Linked DNA regions of Ovis aries: region 2 is linked to region 1. A link is a contact called in public Hi-C data. All regions are on one chromosome and are shown on one strand. The core of a region is the stretch at or near the end of the contact, and the rest is flanking DNA. Distances in the headings are between cores, read along the strand shown.

The links. Hi-C and Micro-C count contacts between places; a contact is called where the count stands out from the background.
Region 2: a Hi-C map of skin fibroblasts shows a contact between it and region 1, with 2.1 times the contacts expected there. The contact joins the promoter of RB1 here to the enhancer-like site in region 1.

What each region holds. Positions count from the first base shown.
Region 1 is chr10:18,281,961-18,287,087 of ARS-UI_Ramb_v3.0, reverse strand. The region is part of intron 4 of LOC121820421 (a long non-coding RNA gene); the gene reads right to left. It overlaps LOC121820423 (a long non-coding RNA gene), which reads left to right and starts at 551. Exons shown (of 3, transcript XR_006060917.2): 1 at 551-873; 2 at 960-1,153; 3 at 1,630-5,127. Within about 2 kb of position 3,122, at least 32 of the 54 cell types and tissues checked have an H3K27ac peak or open chromatin away from gene starts, as enhancers often do.
Region 2 is chr10:18,457,244-18,462,370 of ARS-UI_Ramb_v3.0, reverse strand. It overlaps RB1 (RB transcriptional corepressor 1), which reads right to left and starts at 3,021. Exons shown (of 27, transcript XM_027973562.3): 1 at 2,692-3,021. The coding sequence starts at 2,819.

The DNA.
Region 1 (5,127 bases), core at 1,873-4,372:
GCCCAGATTCAACCCCTGCTCAGGGAATTAGATCCCATAAGACACAACTAAGACCCAGCGCAGCCAAATAAATTAAAATAAAAAAAATTTTTTAAAGGAGTTTTACAAGCTCCCATATCAGTTTCCCTACATCAAACACTACAGCAAATCTCTCCATAGATGAAGCCTGCTTATCAAACCTTCTCTCACCCCAGCTGTCAGTATTGGATAACTCCTTTCTGTATGCTCTCTAGGCAGGGAATGTGTTGTATGTTTGAATATCCCACTTGTCCAAGTTCTTAGTATTTAAGTCATTTTTTCTTGCGTCAGTTGGATGCTTATAGATCTTCCCTACTAGAGAGCAAACTCCAGGAAGGCAAAAAAAAAAAAATCTGTTTTATTCACCTTAACATCCTCTAGAGGGCTTAGCACAGGCAGGGGCTGAACCATAATACAACCTATTAATAGTTATTAATGGGTCAATTAATATCTATTAATTCCCGTTAATAGTTATTTCTTTTAGTTAAGAATTGCCCTATAGCATTTTTGTAATAGGAGGAGAAATTGCAAACAACATAAACGTCCATCCATAGGGCACTGGCTTTTGGCACGTCTGCGCAACGGAACGACCCAGTGTCACAACTAAATGGAATGAGGACCTGGAAAAATGTAATAATTTGTGCAACGACCATCTCAAGTCAAATAATATCTATCTGTTTCAGGATCTCCATTTTTTACAAAACAAAACAACGACAACAAAAATCCCCGAGCGGATGATTGAGAGAGATATGAGGTGAAGAGATGGAGAACTAGATGAGCAGAGAGATCAGTTTTTTGTAATTCATAGAAATCGGAAGCCCTGGAAAGCATGAGCCATTATCCACAGTATTTCTGGTGAGTGGGGCTGTAGGGAGTAGGCTGGCTGTGAGACGAAAGCGCTTCACTTCTTACTTTTATTTCTGTACTGTTTGAATTTTTAGCAGCAAATAAGTATTATTTGAAGTCATTTGAAAAACAAGAGGAAAATATCAACTTGAAGTTTGGGTTTGCTGAAGCTGCCTTCTGTTGGGCAGATAACCCGATATCCCATATTTCTCAATTTCACGGCCTTTCTCCCTGAAAGAGCTTCTGGCACTGAACAAGCTAGAAGGGACAAAGTCTTCCTTTTTTCAGAGTAAGCATTTGGCCGGATTCAAACTGACTCCCTTGGGCATCTCCCTGGGGCATCTTTCCAGGACCTTGCTTTCTAAACTTGGTATATTAATGCGCTGGGACAGACTCCCGGGCTGACTCTGGACGTTGTCAAATATCTCTCTGGTAACTTTCCTAGGCTTTCTGGTCTCCAATGAGACTTGGGCCTTTTTCAGTTGTAAATTAGCCTGGATCAAAATTCAGGCAGGAGGCCCCACAGCCCCTGAAATCCCTCCGCTTTCTTTCTGACCAGGGCATCCGCACTTTCTTGAAAATCCTGCTCTACCCATGAGGAGTGGGGGCTGGGGTGGGCAACTGTTGCGGTGGGGGGGGGGGGGGGGGGGGGGGGTGCGTGTGGTCTGGATCATCTGAAATAACCGCTGGACTTATTTCTGAAGTGACTCCTCTCTTGCCTTGACCAGCAGGAGAGATGTCATTTGTTTTCTACTCTGTGTATAGGTTGGCCTGCTGCCAGCATGATCCTCTGAGCTGAAGAAAACTGAACCGTCTCTCAAATGGAAAGACAAGGGGGAATGTGTGTGAATATTATGAATCAGTGCACTTTCCTGTGATCTGGCCTGGCCCATTTTTAGTAGGGGGTTGGTTTAGGGTTAGTTTGTGGTTCCAGAAACTTGCCTACAGTCCAAAGGAGGAAAGAATACCCTCTGGTGGTTAGAGCACATTCCTGCAGGAGACACCCTGGACACCCTAAATTTCAGCCTCCCATCCCCACCCCCGGCCAAGTTGGTCCTGGGACACATGAGCATTATCAGTCAAAGGAAACCACGCTTAGAGAAATCAGCTCCACCTAAATCTTCAGTGATATAAAGAGACACAGGCAGTAATATTTCCATTTCCCAATTACACTTTTTGTTGTTGTTGTGAGTTACTGGGTTATATGTTGTACAGATTAAAATGCTTCATTCTGTTATTTTATTATGGAAAAATTTCTCATCATGATACAAACTATCGACCTGGACTGGTTTTTTATGTGTACCATTATTGATGATGTATCTATCTATCGTTATGCTCATTTCAGGACCATCTGGGCTTTCCAAATGTATCTATTCTCATAAGAGACTTTGTGGGCTCAGAAAGTATTACTAGTCCTGCTGATTGCTGTGATATTCAGAGGTATTTGTGGTCGTAGGTTCTAGTCTTCTTGTTTATCTGTTCTGTGTGTGCTAAGTCACTTCAGTCGTGTCCGACTCTTTGCAACCCTACGGACTGTAGCCCACCAGGCTTCTCTGTCCATGGGATTCTCCAGGCAAGAATACTGGAGTGGGTTGCCATTCCCTTACCAGGGGATCTTCCCGACCCAGGGATTGAACCCATGTCTCTTGCGTCTCCTGCAGTGGCAGGCAGATTCTTTACTGCTAGCGCCAAGCCACTTGAATTGTCATAGTTGGCCGGATTGCCCAGGAGCGTTATCAAAGCAGATGCTCTGGAGAGGCACGGAGCAAGCCTGGTGTGGAATGCTCAGCGTGAGACGGACTTCCCGTGGACCCTGGACTTTTGCCTTCCTGAATCGCTGCCTTTTGCCTCTCCCTTTGGGAATCGTGCCATCAAGGTCACTGTTTCCTGTTCCAAATATTCCTTTTAGTTTCTGTTTTGTGAGAACTCTGTACAAAGCTTTTTCCCTTGACCGTCTGTCCTCCCAGGCCTGAGATGGCTTCTGTAGTGAGCAGAGTTGAATAAACTCAAGGTTCCTTCTCGAGAAGTGGGCATCATTGCCTGCTTCTCCACTTGTCACCAGAGAGTGGAGTGTCCTTGGAGAGGCTGTGGCACCAGGATTTGAGAGGAGAGAAGATAAAGTAGGTGCAGTCCATTAGTTAAGACCTGCATTTGCTTCTTATCAAAATGTGCACTGGCCACCTGCTAAGTGACCAGCTGTCCAGGTCTGCCTGGGACTGAGACACAGGACTTTCGGTGTTGAAACTGGCAAAGTTCCGGGTGAGCAGGACGAGTGGGTCACACCAGTGTGCTTTTAGGACTCTGTGAACCTGCTTTTGTTCCTCTCTTTCCCCAGATCTGATGAGGCCTGTTCCTTATGCCTCCTTGAAAAATCCACAATGTTTGAAAACAGTCACACACTAAGGATTTACTGCCTTTCGAAAGTGCTAGCCATGAAAAACTTTTCATTTGAGTTAAAAGTTACACAAGCATGAACTTGTGTCAGGCATGCCTAAACCACTCTACTGCAATGATTTATCATCATTTATAAGCACGTTGTCAAGGCTGACTGTTTCGGACAAAGTCCAGTGGTGGGGCGGGGGGAGTTGAAGGGATAAACAGATCAACCACAGAAATTACCAAGTGCTGGGCGAGTGGTGTGGGAGGCCAAAGAGCAAAGTGATGACTGTGGGCTGAGACAGCTGGGAGAAGCTTAATACAGGAAGTGGGATGTGGAGAGGGCTGGAGAGGACTCTGCGAAGAAAAGGTAGCTTTAAGTGAGAAGAGCCTCTTCCAGGCAGAGGAAACAGCTGCCTATAGACCCAGGAGAGCAGTGTGTGGGAGCTGCCTAGGCTCCTTGCCCTGAAGCTGAGCTGTCAGATGGGTGATCAGTTGCAAGAGGGTGTGGAGGACCATCCCTGTGTTTCTGTATCGAGGCTTTTGCAATTATTACAGGCACACGGAGCACGCCTTTTCCAGACAGAGGGAGCACTTCTTTCTTCTCCTGTCCCTCTGCCAGCTTTTTTTATAGGTTAGGCCCAGCCTCTCTAAAGAATTACCTGACTGTCTCAGTAAATATTTGGGGTGCAAAGTCCTGGAGCATTGTCAAAACTCTGTGTGCCTGCTCCACCCTTCCTTCCTGAGGCCAGCGCAGGGTGGGGCAGCCCGCAGAGTGTGGGCAAGGAAGCTATCCTTCACCTCCCTGTAAACAGGCTTAGACACAGAGACGCAGAGCATCAGCCCCGGCAACCCCATCCTCAGCAAACGCAATGGACGTTTTCTATGTGAAATGGGCTGGTTAATGACTGTCTGTCTCCCTGACACATAAAACAGGAACCGCTCGGTAGTGGACCTTCAAAGACCTTATCACAGATTGAACGTAACATTGTGCCTGTGGGTTTGTCATTTAGATGTTACTGTATCACAGTGAGTGTGGAAGAGGTTCAGGGTGTACCAGAAGTGGAATCTTCCACCCTTTGGGGCCTAGTAGGTGGTAACCAGTTTTTGTTGTATCCTCGATGGCTACGCCATTCTTTTAAGGTGTGGCCTGCCCCCTTACCTCCCATCTCAATGGCGTGGATTTACCTAAATGACCTTTTTCTTCCACAAATCCCATTGTTCTTTAGTGAAGGGAACCTCTTTCAATGCAGCAAAGACCCTGTGAAGATGTGTCTGTGAACCAGGTAACTGCCAACATAAACGGGGTCATGGGAGACAGAAGCAAAAGCAGAAACTGCCTTCCATGAGATTTGGGAGAAGGGATACCAGGAAGGTTCTTGTACCTCGTCCACCAGCTTTTGACCTGAAAAATTCCTTCTCGTGATGCTTTAGTCTCCCAAATACTTCTGGGAAGATTATACCTTGCCTTACTTTCACACTAAAAATCTGTATCACTATTCTCCTTTTGTGAGGAATAGACAGGGCCTTGAGTATTTAAAGAGAAGAACCCATAGATACGAAAAAACACTGCCAAGTTTAACACTAATGAGCTGCCACTAACGCTAAGAAAACACTGACGAGCCTAGGCAGCTCCCACAAGGAAGTCTTAGCCTCTTTAAACCAAATCTGTATCTCAAGTTTTCTGCAATTTGTCACAGTTTTTATTTGAAACGGTTTGAATTACAGCAGCACTCAGAAAAACTCTCTTAGTTTTCTTGTTTTGGGTTTGTTGCTTCTTAATACTGTACGGTCTTCCCTTCTGTCATTCAATTTCCTTCCCTTGCTCTCACACTCTTTCCGTAAACTATTTTAATCTGTCCTATTTCCGATCCTGAATTCCCACCT
Region 2 (5,127 bases), core at 1,772-4,271, 180 kb before region 1:
ATTAGATAAATATGTTTCAATAGTTTGCATAGAACAGCACTATCCTGAAAGACAGCATCACTAAATAGTTTAGAATCTTATTTATCTTTGAAAAAAATTACACTTAGAATTTAAACATATATTTATCTTTTTCAGTCTTTCCAGAATGGTAATACCACACAGTGAAAAATGTTTGCTGGTCTGGTGAATCACATACTTCAGAGCAGCAAAGTAGCTTAAAGTAAGTACAAGAGCTAAAACTGGGAAAGTTGGGTTGGTTAACAGCAAGAGGAAAGCAATAGATAATATTACAAAACCAATTCAATATCATTAACTTTTGCTAAAATGCAGTCTACCCTTCACAGTGTTTTATTTAATCTACTTACTAGTAGTTCTTAGATGATGATTAAATTCAAGCTTTCTTTCTGATTTTCCTTAACCAAGACAGGCAGACAAAAAACTCTTCTTGGCTAATTCTTTTTCAATCAGTTAATGTCTACTTGACCTCTAATAATAATAGTACAAGGAATCGCTAATAATTTTTTAGTATTTATTATGATCCCAGACAAAGTACCTTAGATGAAGGTAGACTGAATCCCCACATCAGCCTATTAGGTAAGTCCTCTTACCCTGTTTTACAGATAAATACCAAATCAGAGAAGTTAAAGCACTCACTTGAAATCACAAACAGTATGTCAGAAACCCTGATAGAAACCCAATAATCTAACTCTATAATCCTTGCCCTTGAGCACTATTCCAGACTGCCAACCCTTCTCTGAAACATAATTAACTTTTGGTTATCTCAAGAATGAAGATGGTGTGCTGTTTCCCTTAAGTAAACTCTCAACTCTCAAAGTAGGCATGGGCTCCATCACTGGAAATGCAATTGGACTGGGCCCTGAACCCACCCCAGGTAAAGTTCTCAGCTTCAGACTGCCAGGCAGTGGTTCTATCTTTGTTAAGTAGTTAACCAGTAGTTTGATAGCCCATAAGGACACATTTTATGGGTAAGGATAGATCAAGAACAGACTTTATCTTGCATGGTTCTGACTTAAAGAATTTGTGATAGTTTCATCATTTAAAGTATATAAAATGAAATGCTGGAAAATAGAAGGAAAAAAGACTTTCTTTTCCCAGGTGCTGGCCAGAACTTCAGTATTTCTGGTTACTCCACAATATTCAAGAATGCTTCCGAGCTCTGTGGATAACACAGGGTTCTTTGCAGTAGACTTCACTGCTCTTACCAAAAGGAAACTGGAAAATACTGGACATATCAGAGTTTAATCAGAAACTAATGTCTTCTCCTAGAACATCCCTGGGCTTTCTTTTTTTTTCCCACTAGTGAGAATGATTTTTAATTGATAAGACAGTCATATATGAATTTCTAATAGCCTTTCACAAGCCATTTCCAAAAGCTTTTCCCAATCTTTAACAATTTGTCCCGAATTCTCTTAGCGCAGGGGAAGGTGAGAGAAATAGGGCCTGCTGATGGGCTAGGACTGTGGGAGGGAGACAGAAAGGAGTCCCATTTCCCTGTAATTGATGTGCAGTCTCAAAGCAGGGCCAACTCTGACAATAATAATGGATAATTATACTCGTTCAATTTTTGGTTCTAACCATAAAGCATCACAATCAAGAAAAATAAGATGTTGCAATACATTATCTTCCTGTCAAAGTTCCACTGCATTATCGTAGACTTGCTTAAAATTTAGAATCCACTTACGAGAAGAAAAATAATTCCACGTGAGCACAAAAACACTCGTTTTGTACTCCAACAAACGAAACAAAACAAAACAAAACAAAAAAAAACAAGGACACCAGGATCCTTGCTGGCTCAAAGCCGAAAGGCAAAATGGAAGAAATAACGAGGCACGCTGAAGCCAACGAAAATACGCAAGAAGAGTTCTAGAAAACAAGAGAAAAGTTCAGGAACTTTTAAGCTCTTGGGCTAAACGTCTCACAATATTTTTGCCCAGGTACGAGTTCTTTCTAAAGAGTTACGTTCCACCAGTCACTACCTATGGCCATGAATCCCCAAGACCGAAAAGCCCCTTCTAAGAGAACGCCACAAGGCGCCTCAGCCGAGCTTCCTGGGGGGTAACCGACACCCAGGACCCTGCCCTTCACGTCCGCGGGCATCTCTGCCGCTGCACCCAAGGCTTTTCTGACTGTCTCTCCCAGGACTGGGCTTCAGATACAGCTGCGCGCCCGGGGGCGGTGGGGGGAGGGGGGCACTTCCAACTGTTGCATCGCTAGAGACCAAAAGAGAAAGTCAAAAGACCACTGGAGGACTACAAATCTCAACGGGGAAAAAAACCTATCCAGCAAACACCAGTTAGTTCTTTTCTTTTTTTCCTCTTTTGCGTGTGATGGGGTCTCGAAACACCCGCCGGATGCGCAGGGCCGTCTCGCGGAGCAAAGGCGGCACCTGTCACTTCGCTCAGCGACCCGAGCCCCACCCGCCCGACACCTGTCAAGCTGGAGCCGAGACCCCCCTCCCGGCCGCCCTTCCCAGGCGGCGCCCGCACCCAGACCCCTGTCAGCTCCCTCCCGGCGCTCCGCCGCGAGGGGTGGTAGAGGGGGGACCGTCCTCCCGCCGGGACCGGCGCCCCGCGGGGACGCGCCCCCGCCTAGACGCCGCGGCTGCCGCCGACGCAGCCTCGGGGCGCCCTCCCCGCTCGCCGCCCGCCGCCGGTGGCTCGGCCCGCTCACCTGGCCAGAGGCAGGTCCTCGGAGCCGCTGTCCTGCTCGGGGTCCTCCTCAGGGGGCGGCGGCGGCGGCGGGGGCTCCGCGGCGGCGGCGGCGGCGGCGGCTGCTCTCCGGGGGGTTTTGGGCGGCATGACGCGCTCGCAGGGCAGGCGCCGGCGGGTGCTGGAGTGGGGCCGGAGAAGGGAGAGGACGCGCGCACCTCGGGCACGCCCCGTCCTCGGCCGACTCCCGTTACAAAAATAATTTGAACGTTCCCCTGAGAAAAAAACCGGGCCGGCCCTCCCCCGCCCGGCAACCGAGCGCCGCGTCCAACCGCGGGAAAACGTCACTTCCGCCCGCGGCGTCACGTCCGCGAGGCTCGCGGGCCCGCCGGCGTCGGGAGGGCACCGGGGTGCTGGGCGAGGCGAGGCGAGGCGCGCGCCGGGCGGGCGGGCAGCCCCGGGCCTGCAACCCAGGCGCCCGCCCGGAGGCAGCGGCCGCCGCCGCCGCCTCAGCCTGCCTCGCCTCGAAACTCGCCCCTGCGGGCGTGGGTGGCCGGGTAAGGGCGCTACCCGGCCCGGTGGGTGCGCGCGGGCTCCCTCGCTATAGCCGGGTGGGTCCGGGGCTGCGGCCGAGGCCCCCGCCGGGGAGTATCGGGCGAGCGCACCCGGGGCGGGCACGCCCCTCTCCTCCGTGGGCGGCGCCCTCCCGCTCGCCCGCGCTCCTCCCGCCCAATCCGTTAAGCGAAGTCAGCCAAAACAAAAACAAACTGCCTCTGGGACACCTATGAGGAGCTGGGTTTTGCCCACTACCAGCGGAGACCAAGTACGGGACGACGAAACTGGCCTTTTGAGAGTTCTTTGAGGGAAGAGGGGTGGGGGCTGCGGGCAAAGAACTGATGACAAGGTGCTGCGCGGTTTTAATAGTAGCGTAAAACCAGGAAGCACCATCGAAACGCCTTAAGGACATCTTCAGAGGAGCAGGGGCATTTGAGTAGAAGTTTGCCAGACGGACTTCACATCTAAGGAGGACTTACTATGTGCACAGGGGATTGTTCTGGCCATTTTATCTCATTATCTTACCGAATCCTCAGAAACAGCCCTTTAAAATGAGTTGTAGTCGTATTACACTTTGGATAGGGAAGACAGGCTCAGAGGAGTTAATTCATTTGCCCAGTACTCCAGTATTCTGGCCTGGAGAATTCCATGGACTGACAGGCTATAGTCCATGGGGTCGCAAAGAATCAGATACGACTGAGTTACTTACACACACACACACACACACACAAACACACACAGCCGATGGGTGGTAGAGGTTTTGAACTGAGATATATGTGACTCTACTTATCCATTAGTGAAGTGAAGTCGCTCAGTCGTGTCCGACTCTTTGCAACCCCATGGACTGTAGCCTACCAGGCTCCTCTGTCCATGGGATTTTCCAGGCAATAGTACTGGAGTGGATTGCCATTTCCTTTTCCAGAGGATCTTCCCAACCCAGGGATCGAACCCAGGGCTCCCGCGTTGTAGACAGACGCTTTACCGTCTGAGCCAATACGTTGTGTTAAAGAAAACACCAAGAAGAGAGAAATAGCATGTGCAAGGCACAAAGACACCAGAAAAGAGTTTGCAGGAATTACTATGGCCAAACATTGACTTAGAAACTGTGTCTCCTGTCTCTTGGTATTTACTTATGCTAATAGATTGCCTAGTTTGAGTATCTGCTTTTGTATCACTGGCAGATGCTGTGGGTTGCCCGCTAGGAGCTTCCCAACTGAGGTGCTATGAATAAAATACAGCTGTGTTCTGACGTGAATTCCCTCATCCTTGGAACAGCTGAGCAGGGCTGAGGCAGCCAATGCCTTCAGGCAAGTGGTAGCTCTTGGGTTTATCCCTGTGGGCCATACAATGGATTATCATTTTCTGTGTATATTATGGTGTATTCCAGAATGTGAAAAGGGGTTAGCCATTATTGGCCTACTCAACAACAAGTTCTGCCTAAGTTCAGTCTCTTGGGGACTCAAAGTTTATCCGAAGTGAGGGTCCATGCCCAGACCCAATTTCAGAGGGCAAATACCATTACAGCGGTAATTCCACTCATCTTTCCCAGGATTCGAGTGGAGTAGTCAGGAACACAAGACACAGTTTTGGTTTTTGTAAGATGCAGTTTTGGTTTTTGCAAGATCAAAGATAGTCTGCTGGGTGCCTCTAAAATGAGATACAGATGTCATAGTTCTACCCCTTAACTATTTTGAGAATGTTTCACTTGCAATTGCTGCAGCCATAGTGACTTAAGACAAGCTGACCTGAGGATGAGGCAGAAATACTAAAGATGGCTCAGTAGTAATATCAGAAAATCTGGGTCTTTGGTGACATGACTGAGCCTCTGATTTGACTGGTCCTGGAGCTGACCTTGATGGAGCTGGGGTTTTCAGTTGTTTCCACCAAAAAGCATCAAAACCAA